2 separate regions of the Bicyclus anynana genome follow, and region 1 is linked to region 2. A link is a contact called in public Hi-C data. All regions are on one chromosome and are shown on one strand. The core of a region is the stretch at or near the end of the contact, and the rest is flanking DNA. Distances in the headings are between cores, read along the strand shown. Region 1 holds the start of LOC112044033 (ribonuclease 3). Region 2 holds the start of LOC112053922 (dnaJ homolog subfamily C member 17).

Evidence for each region. A called contact is a pair of places that touch in the nucleus more often than the background predicts.
Region 1: a Hi-C map of whole body shows a contact between it and region 2, with 4 times the contacts expected there. The contact joins the promoter of LOC112044033 here to the promoter of LOC112053922 in region 2. A contact is called at or near these places in 2 of 2 Hi-C or Micro-C datasets (whole body and whole larva).

What each region holds. Positions count from the first base shown.
Region 1 is chr16:8,629,316-8,633,727 of ilBicAnyn1.1, forward strand. LOC112044033 (ribonuclease 3) reads left to right here and starts at 1,996. Exons shown (of 19, transcript XM_052886155.1): 1 at 1,996-3,199; 2 at 3,320-3,401. The coding sequence starts at 2,295. LOC112044034 (mitochondrial tRNA-specific 2-thiouridylase 1) reads left to right here. Exons shown (of 5, transcript XM_024079754.2): 5 at 836-1,195. The coding sequence ends at 1,135.
Region 2 is chr16:7,641,564-7,646,611 of ilBicAnyn1.1, forward strand. LOC112053922 (dnaJ homolog subfamily C member 17) reads right to left here and starts at 3,013. Exons shown (of 3, transcript XM_024093536.2): 1 at 2,780-3,013; 2 at 1,082-1,676. The coding sequence starts at 2,854. LOC112053914 (28S ribosomal protein S2, mitochondrial) reads left to right here and starts at 3,507. Exons shown (of 3, transcript XM_024093524.2): 1 at 3,507-3,665; 2 at 3,751-3,834; 3 at 4,935-5,048. The coding sequence starts at 3,647.

The sequences.
Region 1 (4,412 bases), core at 746-3,245, 990 kb after region 2:
CGATCATTACTTTCGTAACTACAGGGATTTAAAGGGTCAGATTCGCGGCGTCGCCGCGGATCTCTGAAAAACGCCCCATACAAAATGGTACGAATTGATGACGTCATAGGTACATAATGATCGTTAGATTTGTATGGGCGTTCAAACAAAATTACTAATACCTTTGTTATTTGTGCGTTTATGCTTATAGTTAAAGTATTAAAAAATGTCACATTTAATGCAAGGAAGCTAAATCTGTATCAACTTTCATCTAACTATGATCAAAGATTTTTAATTGATTTTGACATTTTATAATCTTATTTTTTTGCAAATATCCAGACAATCTTTGCTTTTTATGTATAATTTTTTTTTTTTTTTTTTTATTCTTTACAAGTTAGCCCTTGACTACAATCTCACCTGATGGTAAGTGATGATGCAGTCTGAGATGGAAGCGGGCTAACTTCTTAGGAGGAGGATGAAAATCCACACCCCTTTCGGTTTCTACACAGCATCGTACCGGAACGCTAAATCGCTTGGCGGTACGTCTTTGCCGGTAGGGTGGTAACTAGCCACGGCCGAAGCCTCCCACCAGCCAGACCTGGACAAATTAAGAAAATCTCAATCTGCCCAGCCGGGGATCGAACCCAGGACCTCCGTCTTGTAAATCCACCGCGCATACCACTGCGCCACGGAGGCCGTCAAATTAGTTAACATTAACCTTATTTACCCGAATGTATCATAAAAATCAATATATTCAAACCTAGTCATTTGGGGATATGTTACGTCCCCATTGCTGATTCTCGACCTGTCCAAACAAATTCAAAGGGATAGATATTAAATGTTTTATAATTTTCAGGTACCAGGCACAAGTCATCCAGCTTTATGGAGTAACTTTTGCACAACTGAAAATCCTCACTGGATATATAAAGAACCTTATGAATTAATAAACAATGGAGTGTTACATTGTTCTTTTAGATTCCAACACACAAAACCTTTAGTTCAATGTCGAGTTTTAAAGAATTATGAGGGTTTAACAATTCTTCTTCAAAATAATTTGAGAGCAGTCACAGAAGGCCAGTTTGGAGTGCTTTATAACAATAGTGAATGCCTTGGTAGTGCAAAAATAAAGAATGTATGTCATAATTTAATATATTAAATTGTTACAAAATCTGTTGACTGAGAAAATAAATAAAAATCTGCAAGAATTGTATCTTAATTATTTTTTCATGTTTACAATATTAACCTTACATTCACGGAATTCTGTGTTTGATTATGAACTTAAATTAACCAATAGTAAGTTAATAAGTAAAGAACTTATGTACTTGTAAAAAAATGTAATACTAGGGGACTTGGTCAAGCTTCGCTTTAACCTAAGCTAGCGAGATAGCCACCCACCATCCAGATGCCCATCTAGCAGATACCCTACGCCTACCTCCGTACCGTCTCCTTAGACAACTATTGACCTAGAAAAGTGATTTAATTCACTTTGATGATAAGACATGTAGGTACATGTCTTCATTTCAGTGACACATCTGTCACGAGATTATTTAAATTTAACTGTTTCCATGACGTCACGATAACATTAAATGAACCTATACCAAACGGAGTGTTTGCTATTGATGTTTTGTTGGTTAAAATTATTACTTAGCATTTTGCTTAGCATCAACTTAAAGAAAGGTACTCCAAAATCCAAATCTATAGTTGACATGGAAGTAGATATTATCTGTATCAGAACTTACCTCCAGGCTCCACGTTATTTGACGTCTGTGATGGTCATTTGTCATTGTCAACTTTCGTCTATTTCATCACGATGTGCTCTTTGTATTTCAATCTGTGGTTCAATGTGATTATTAGTCGTCTGTAATGTGGTTTTGTACAGGAACGTATATTCATCCTAGTCTATGACACGTACCTAAAATGTATACTATACTCCTAAGTCCTAATCCTTTAAGGGTTATATACTCTTTGGTTCGTATTCGTTTTTCGTATTCGTCAAAGAGTAAATTAATTTATAGGGTATTCGTAGTTCGTACCACTCTTAGTAAGTTACTCTTTGCTCTTTGCCTCTTTGTTTGTACGAGTTCGTACGTAATCAAAAATCATGTGGATTGTTTAAAAAATAGGTACGAACATAAAAGATAATAATGCTCATAGGCTAATTTATAGGCAATTTGGATTAGCCCCGGCGCTGGGATAGATATTGGCAGTAACCGATATATGCGCTCCTGATCAAAAATGGAATTAAACTTGTAAGATATTCGGTTCATTGAACTGTTATTGATTATTGTTATCTGACGAGAAAACGAACGCCAATAATGTCTATACCGCCGCCAGATTTTAGTGTACCACCCCCGCAGTACGGCGTCTCTCCGCCGGGTGTCATAAATGGAACACAAACGAATCATCTATACATACAACCACCCCCGTTTTTGCCACCTGCGCATCCTTTAGACGTACCGCCGCCTCCGTACTGCAATATGTCGGCGCCACTAAATATCCCACCGCCTACGCCATCCTTCCCACCCCCTGTCGCTCTGTACCCTCCACCCTCTCATAATAATTATTCCTACACCGATACGAGTGCCTACTCGATGTCGCCATCATCTTCACTCTCTGGCAGCAGCTATACGGATCCAAAATTTAACTACAACATACCAGAATATGATTTTTATAATAAAGAGATTAGAACTGTCAGAGACTATGTCTATGATCAATATGCTAGAAGTGGTAGAAGCTCAAGAGCATCATCATCATCATCTTCAATAAGGTCTAGATACTCACCGGGTCGTGAAAAATCTAGAGACAGATATTATGATATGGAGAGGTATGATAGAGACAGACGCAGTCGATCTGGACGTAGTCCTAGCCATAGCAGGCATCGGTACAGCCGGAGTCCATCGAGACACCGCCGAGATAGGGAAGAACAATACCAAAGAGAGAAATATGAAGCTGAAAGAAGACATGAATATGAAAGAAGGAAACGTCATCACGATAGACACAGGAGTTCATCAAGTCATAGAGATCATAGGAGTAAAAGTCGCTCATATGATAGTCATGGTGACCGGGAGAGATTGCATTCAGCCGAAAGGTACAGACATCACTCACATCACAGAGAATCACATTCACGCAGTAGAATGAGAGAATTATCACCAAGATCGTCCAGAGATTCTGGGTCTTCAAGATCTGTAAGCGATCGTGAAAGAATATTAGATGATTTTAGGTAAGACTAATAATATTTTTTTTTGATATATTACATATCATATATTTTTGATATATTACAATAAGTTACAAAAATTTCTCACAGATACAGAAATTATATGTTAAAATTAAAATTTTCCAGGAAGAATTATTGCAGAACTTCAGAGGACTTTATAAAAAAAATTGAGCAATGGTCAAAGGAACACAACTCTGATGAAGAAGAAGTAAGTTGATTTAATTAGTCAAGTATAGAAAATACAAAGTAGTAACTTCTCCATACAAAAAGTTTCTGGAAAACTTTTATATTAGAATTGAAAATAAAAAAAAAATATCTCAATTTTAGGCAAAACTAATGGAAATTTATGGCATAAATAAAACAACACAAAAACATGTGAATAATATACTATAATATAGGCTGATCTACTTTCTCTAAATATGTATGCTTTGTTTAATGCATTGTATACTTTTCTTTAATTATGTCACTGAATATGTATTTTAAAATTTCTTTTGTATTAATTTCATTAAAAATTTACTATAAAATTGCAATGCAAAACAATATCTTGCTTGTTAACAATGTAATGTTGCATAATTCCAAAAATTACTAATTCTATTTAAAATGTAAAACTAAGTTTCAATTGTTATGTTAATATGCCCAAATCACTTGAACAATTTTGATGAATATTGGTTATAAGATAGAGTGGGCTTTTGTACCTTTTGTTCATGTGTTTTTCACAGGTAGACACAAAACATAGCTTTGCTTTCTTTTATTAAGGTCAGGCATACTGAAAAAATTCATTTAAAAAATCAAATTTCTTATGGCCAAAGTGGCAGCAAACAGCAAATTTTTATAAATAAATAAATAAAAAAGATTTTATATTTAAATAGTTTTAAATAAAATGATTTTTACAATATAATATCCTGCTGTTATGTGTGTCACCTGAAATAGGCCTCCAACTGCTTTCAGTGCGTCCTGTATGCCTCAACTCTGGTCCAGCAAGGCCAAAAATTAAACAAAAACCATCTTTCCATCTACTTGTTGGATGTCCACGTTATTTTCTCTTGACCAGAGTGTGTCCATTTGACTATTTTGTAATGTAGTAAATTTCAATTAGTTAGTATGTGTAACTGACTAATTAAAATAGCCACTTCAACAGAACGCCGCAATTATGTTGCCAGCATTAGTGATATATTTTACCCCGGATCTGTAAAAAACTAATTTCCACGCGGACTAAGTC
Region 2 (5,048 bases), core at 1,763-4,262:
AAGCACACATAACATTAGCTGATGTCATGTAGGTACACATAATGAGGCCAAATAAAAAAGGATTAATTAAACCTTTTTGCTTATAGAAGCTTCTTGGATGTGAGATATAATTATATGTTAACTAGCGAACCGCCAGCGGATCCCTGACAAACGCCCCATACAAAATGGCACGAACTAATGATGTTGTAGGCAATGTAACAATCGTTAGATTTGTATGTGCGTACAAACAAAATTACTAATATCTTTGTTATTTGTGCGTTTATGTTGATTAGTTCACATTGTAAAAAATGTCACATTTAATGTAAGGAAGCTAAAACTGTATGAATTTTCATCTAATTACGATAAAACATTTTTAATAGATTTTGAAATTTTATAATCTCATTTATTTTGTAAATATCCAGACAATATTTGGTTTTTATATATAAATTAGTTAACAATGACCCTATTTACCCAAATGTATCATAAAATCAATATATTCAAACCTAGTTATCATCCCCATTGTATTTACCAAACAATGCTTGTGAAGCGAAAGTTGTAACTTTATACTGTAAACTAACTGATACTACTAAATTAATTCATCTTGCAGTCATAGATAAAACACAAGCTCAGTCTGTGAATGTGGCTTCGAATCATGAGGTCCTGGATAGGGTTATTAATTTAATTGCTGCATAATCATCTAGATTTTCGTGGGTTACATGTAATGCATGGACGTTACAAATAAAATTTGCTTTTATCTTTGAGGGTAATTTGAAATAATTTCTAGTTTTATGGCAACAAAACACTGTGTTGTAGTTAAAATTATTGGTGGTGTTGAAATAAGTGAAAATGAATTTTAGAGCATTATTGGACAAACAAGTGTGACATAATGTAGACAACAAAAAATATAGATTAAAAAATTAGTCCATAGAAAATCAAAGCCCACACGTCCAGTGCAAGAAACATCATTAAGTAGACATTGGCAAATGCATCATGCAATGTAATGCACAGACATCACAGTGAAATCAAAAATGCATTACATATATATAGTCAACATGTTAAAATAGGTTGATTATGAGAAGTTATGTTTCAAGAATTATGTTACCTTTTTCTAATTCCATTGCCATTTCTGATGCCTCTTTTGTTGCAAATTCCACTAAAGCGCTACCTTTTTTCTTGGGTGAAATGATAATTGCAACTATATCACCATATTTCTTAAAGAACCTTCTCAAATTTGTTTCATCATATCCACCATTCTGTTCATCGTTTTTATCTGCTTTCCAACTAATTTTAATCCTATTTAAACTGGAATCCCATACTGGTTCATTTAGGTCATTCCTCTGTAATTCCTCTTTAACTCTTTGTTGTTCTTCAAGTAAAATACGGCTACCTTCTCTTTGTAATCTTTCAATTTCTGCAGCAAGCTTCTGTTCAACAGTTAGAGTCATTTTTGAACCAGCTTCACGTTCCCGCCTTTCTAAATCTTCTTTTAGTTTCTGTCTTTTGCTATCGAGTTCCTTATGACGCAGTTTTGCAGCTGCTTTGGCTCTCAATACTTTATCATAAGCTGCTCTTGCAACAGAGTCTGTTAGTATCTCAAGAGCATGTGATAGTTGATGAAATGTCTCTGCAGCTTTTGGGTCATCAGGGTTTTTATCTGGATGGCATTTTAGAGCCTTTTTCCTATAAGCCTTTTTGATCTGTAAACAGATAAAACAAAATTGTAATTGAATAGAAATACTGTATTATTTATTATAATGAATTGTTAAATGGACATCACTGTTGTATAGTCTATCCTACTAATATTATAAATGCAATTATAAATTTGTATGCATGTATGTTACTCTTTAATGCTGCTACTTCTGAAACAATTTGGCTGAAAATTGGAATGGAAAAAGATTTTACTCTGGATTAACACATAGGTTCTGAACTGAATCACCTAAAATTTAAAGTAGAGATAGATTATAGGCTGGAACACATAAGCTACTTTTTATCCTGGAAAAATCCATGGTTCAAGAGTGATATTTCAGGTTCAGAGCTATTGGTCTGTAGTGGACAATATGACATTTCGTCTTCACGATATATGTTGACACATAGGTCGAATGTTAGGTATACTAATGAACATAGGCAGCTATATTTATCACCCATATTTTCACGAGAACGGGAAACCGGAGTATACTTCTATTCCAATCTACTATATAAAAATAAGTCTTGTTTTCCTTCCTGACACTATAACTCTAGAACGCACGAACCGATTTCCACGGTTTTGCATTCGTTGGAAAGGTCTCGGATTCCGTGAGGCTTATAGCAAGAAAATTCAGGGAAAGGTAGGGGTAGGGGTAGGATAGGATAGGGGTAGGGTAGGGGTAGAGTTGGGTAGGGGTAGTTGAAAGTTTACATCGAGTTTCACACGGACGAAGTCGCGGGCGTCCGCTAGTATTATATAGAGGTATTTTAGACAAACTGATTTTGAAAATTCTCTTACTGCTAGAGAGACAGGACAATTGTTAGTGTCATATGCTCTAATATTTTATCCCCGCATTCTCACGGGGACGGGAACTACGCGATTGAAACCGCGGGGCGTCGGCTAATTTTCAATAAACATGTCAATTATTCAATTGAGTGGATTTATTATTATTATTGTGCAAGATTATGTAAAATAGATTTATTATTGAAATATTACAAACATTTTTACACATTAACACAGAAGCATATAATAGGTATACTATAATGTGGATTTCCTCATTTTGCCCCTCGCAAGGTTAAAGTTTACTCTGAAAACCACCAACAAGCAACAACGTACCTCTGCTTCAGTCGCTGTTATTTCGATATCAAGAATTACATATAAATCCAAATCTTCAATCTTCATCTTTGCCATTTTTATGCACACGTTGTAATAGATTCAAATTCAAAATAAAAAGCTATTCAAATATTACCTAAATTTAGGGCTAAAAATAAAAATTTATGGTTTACAATTTACATTGGTTTACATTTATTTTGTAAAATTTAAATAAACAGACGTGACGTGACGTCACAAGCTTGAGCTGTCAAGTCACAGATCACTATAAATTATAATAGACTAAAAATGTCAAGTCAAATAAAGTAATTTTTTTTTGCTGAACTTAACTGGCTTTGGGTTCTAGCCTTTCTGATCGATAGATTCTTTAGACGGAACAGCAAAAAATCGATCAAGTAATCGAATATTCTATGTATTCTGTGGATAGTTTAAGCGATGTGTTTTTTAGTCAGTGTAAAAATGACGTGTGTGTGTATTGCGAGTCAAATTTATAGTTGTGTGTAGTGTATGGACACAGAATATATTTAATGGTGTTAAATATTTTCGATGTGTGAGTTTACCTACCTCTTCCCCCTCAAAAAACGACAGACTATTTGTTGGTGAATTTGGGTGCGAAACAGGTCCATAGTCTAAATAGTCAAAGGTCTTGACGGTACTAAAATAATACATTTTGACAGTTCATTTTTGTTAGTACATTATTCTATGGTTCATAGAAAGTGAAGTAATCTGTGGTTATGTCACTTTTGTAATTTGTTTTTTGTTCCTTTCTTTCACCATTTTTTAATGTAATATTTGTATTAATTTCAATTCTAAGCTGTAAGTTGTTATAATTTCTCTGATATAACGAAAAAAAGTGATTATATTACAGCTACAATGATAAAGCGCTGTATCGGTATGTTTTTTTTTATGTTTACTTGTTTGACTTATCTGAGTTAACAAAAACATTTTTAATTTTTTCATTATTTAATTTGTTTTAGCGCAACCGGTTAAAAATGCGATGTTATTCTGCAGGAGTAATTCTGTGGCATCGCTGCCAGAACTTTCGGAGGTCACACATGAAAGTATGTTTGCCAATAAATAAAATCATAATTTATACTGTTAGGTTAGGTTTATTATTATTTAAAAACATTTTGACCGTATGTATTTTCCCTATTTAATATTAAGAGGGGGTCGGCATTAGAGTGAGGTCTCCTTCCTAGAAATAAGATGATGATATCAAAGGATATTGTGGAGGCTCATAATACCTCTACAATATGATTTTACACGCTAGACTGATAGTTTTTTTTTATTACGAAATTTTAGGTTACGTACGTAGTGTTACATATATACTTAAAAAATTCAAAATTTGGGCACCCCGACTCAAAGCAGTCTTGTCTGCCCTATCTCTAGAGCGTTTTTGTTAAACGCGAAGGCAGAAGCTCGCGAAGGAGGTCCTGAATGAAGCAAACCTATGAGGTTTGTTGAATAGGTGAAGCTGAATGAAGGGGTGACAAAGCAAGTCTTCTGGCATAGCCACTTAAAACTGCTTTCTGCCATTAGTAATACCTTGCCACAGACCAAAATTAAATTAGAACTTGACCTAGTGATTAATATTTAAATTAGGTTTTTTTTTAGTTTTCTTGTAAAAAAAGTGAATAATCTTGTGTTACAAGTGACGCCTATGATGATTGTGAGTAAACCGTGAATAAACCAATGAGTTTTGACCCAAAAATATATATACTTAATCTAAACAATCGTAAATTTAAAAAAAATCATGAAAAAAAATCTCTCCCCCCCACCCAAACCCCCTCAAGATCAAGGCGACCTTTATCTAATTACTACCCAAAAAACAAATGTCATTTGTTTCCTTGACATCTGTACAAACTTTTTTTCTCATAATTTGTATTTCAAAATTTAACATTAACAACATAACATAAATTAATATAATAACCAATAAAAAAATACTCCAGTTTTTAAAATATTTCAAAAAAACGTGTTGATGTCATTTTTCTTGAAGTATATTGAAAATTACTGAAGCAATGCTTTGTGTCATACTGACTTGAGAATGTATTTATTTTTGAATTTTGTAATTGGAACAGCTACTATAATATTCCTACATGTATATGAGGAGTATTGTAGGTATTGATCCAAACATGCTGATACTCTGTTTTCCTATTTCCAGATACCAAAGCTCTAAGCACAAATCCACTTGATCATCCGGACTACTTCCAAGTGCATAACCTTTTCACTGTCAAAGATCTCTTTGAGTCTAGAGTGCACTATGGACACAAAGAAG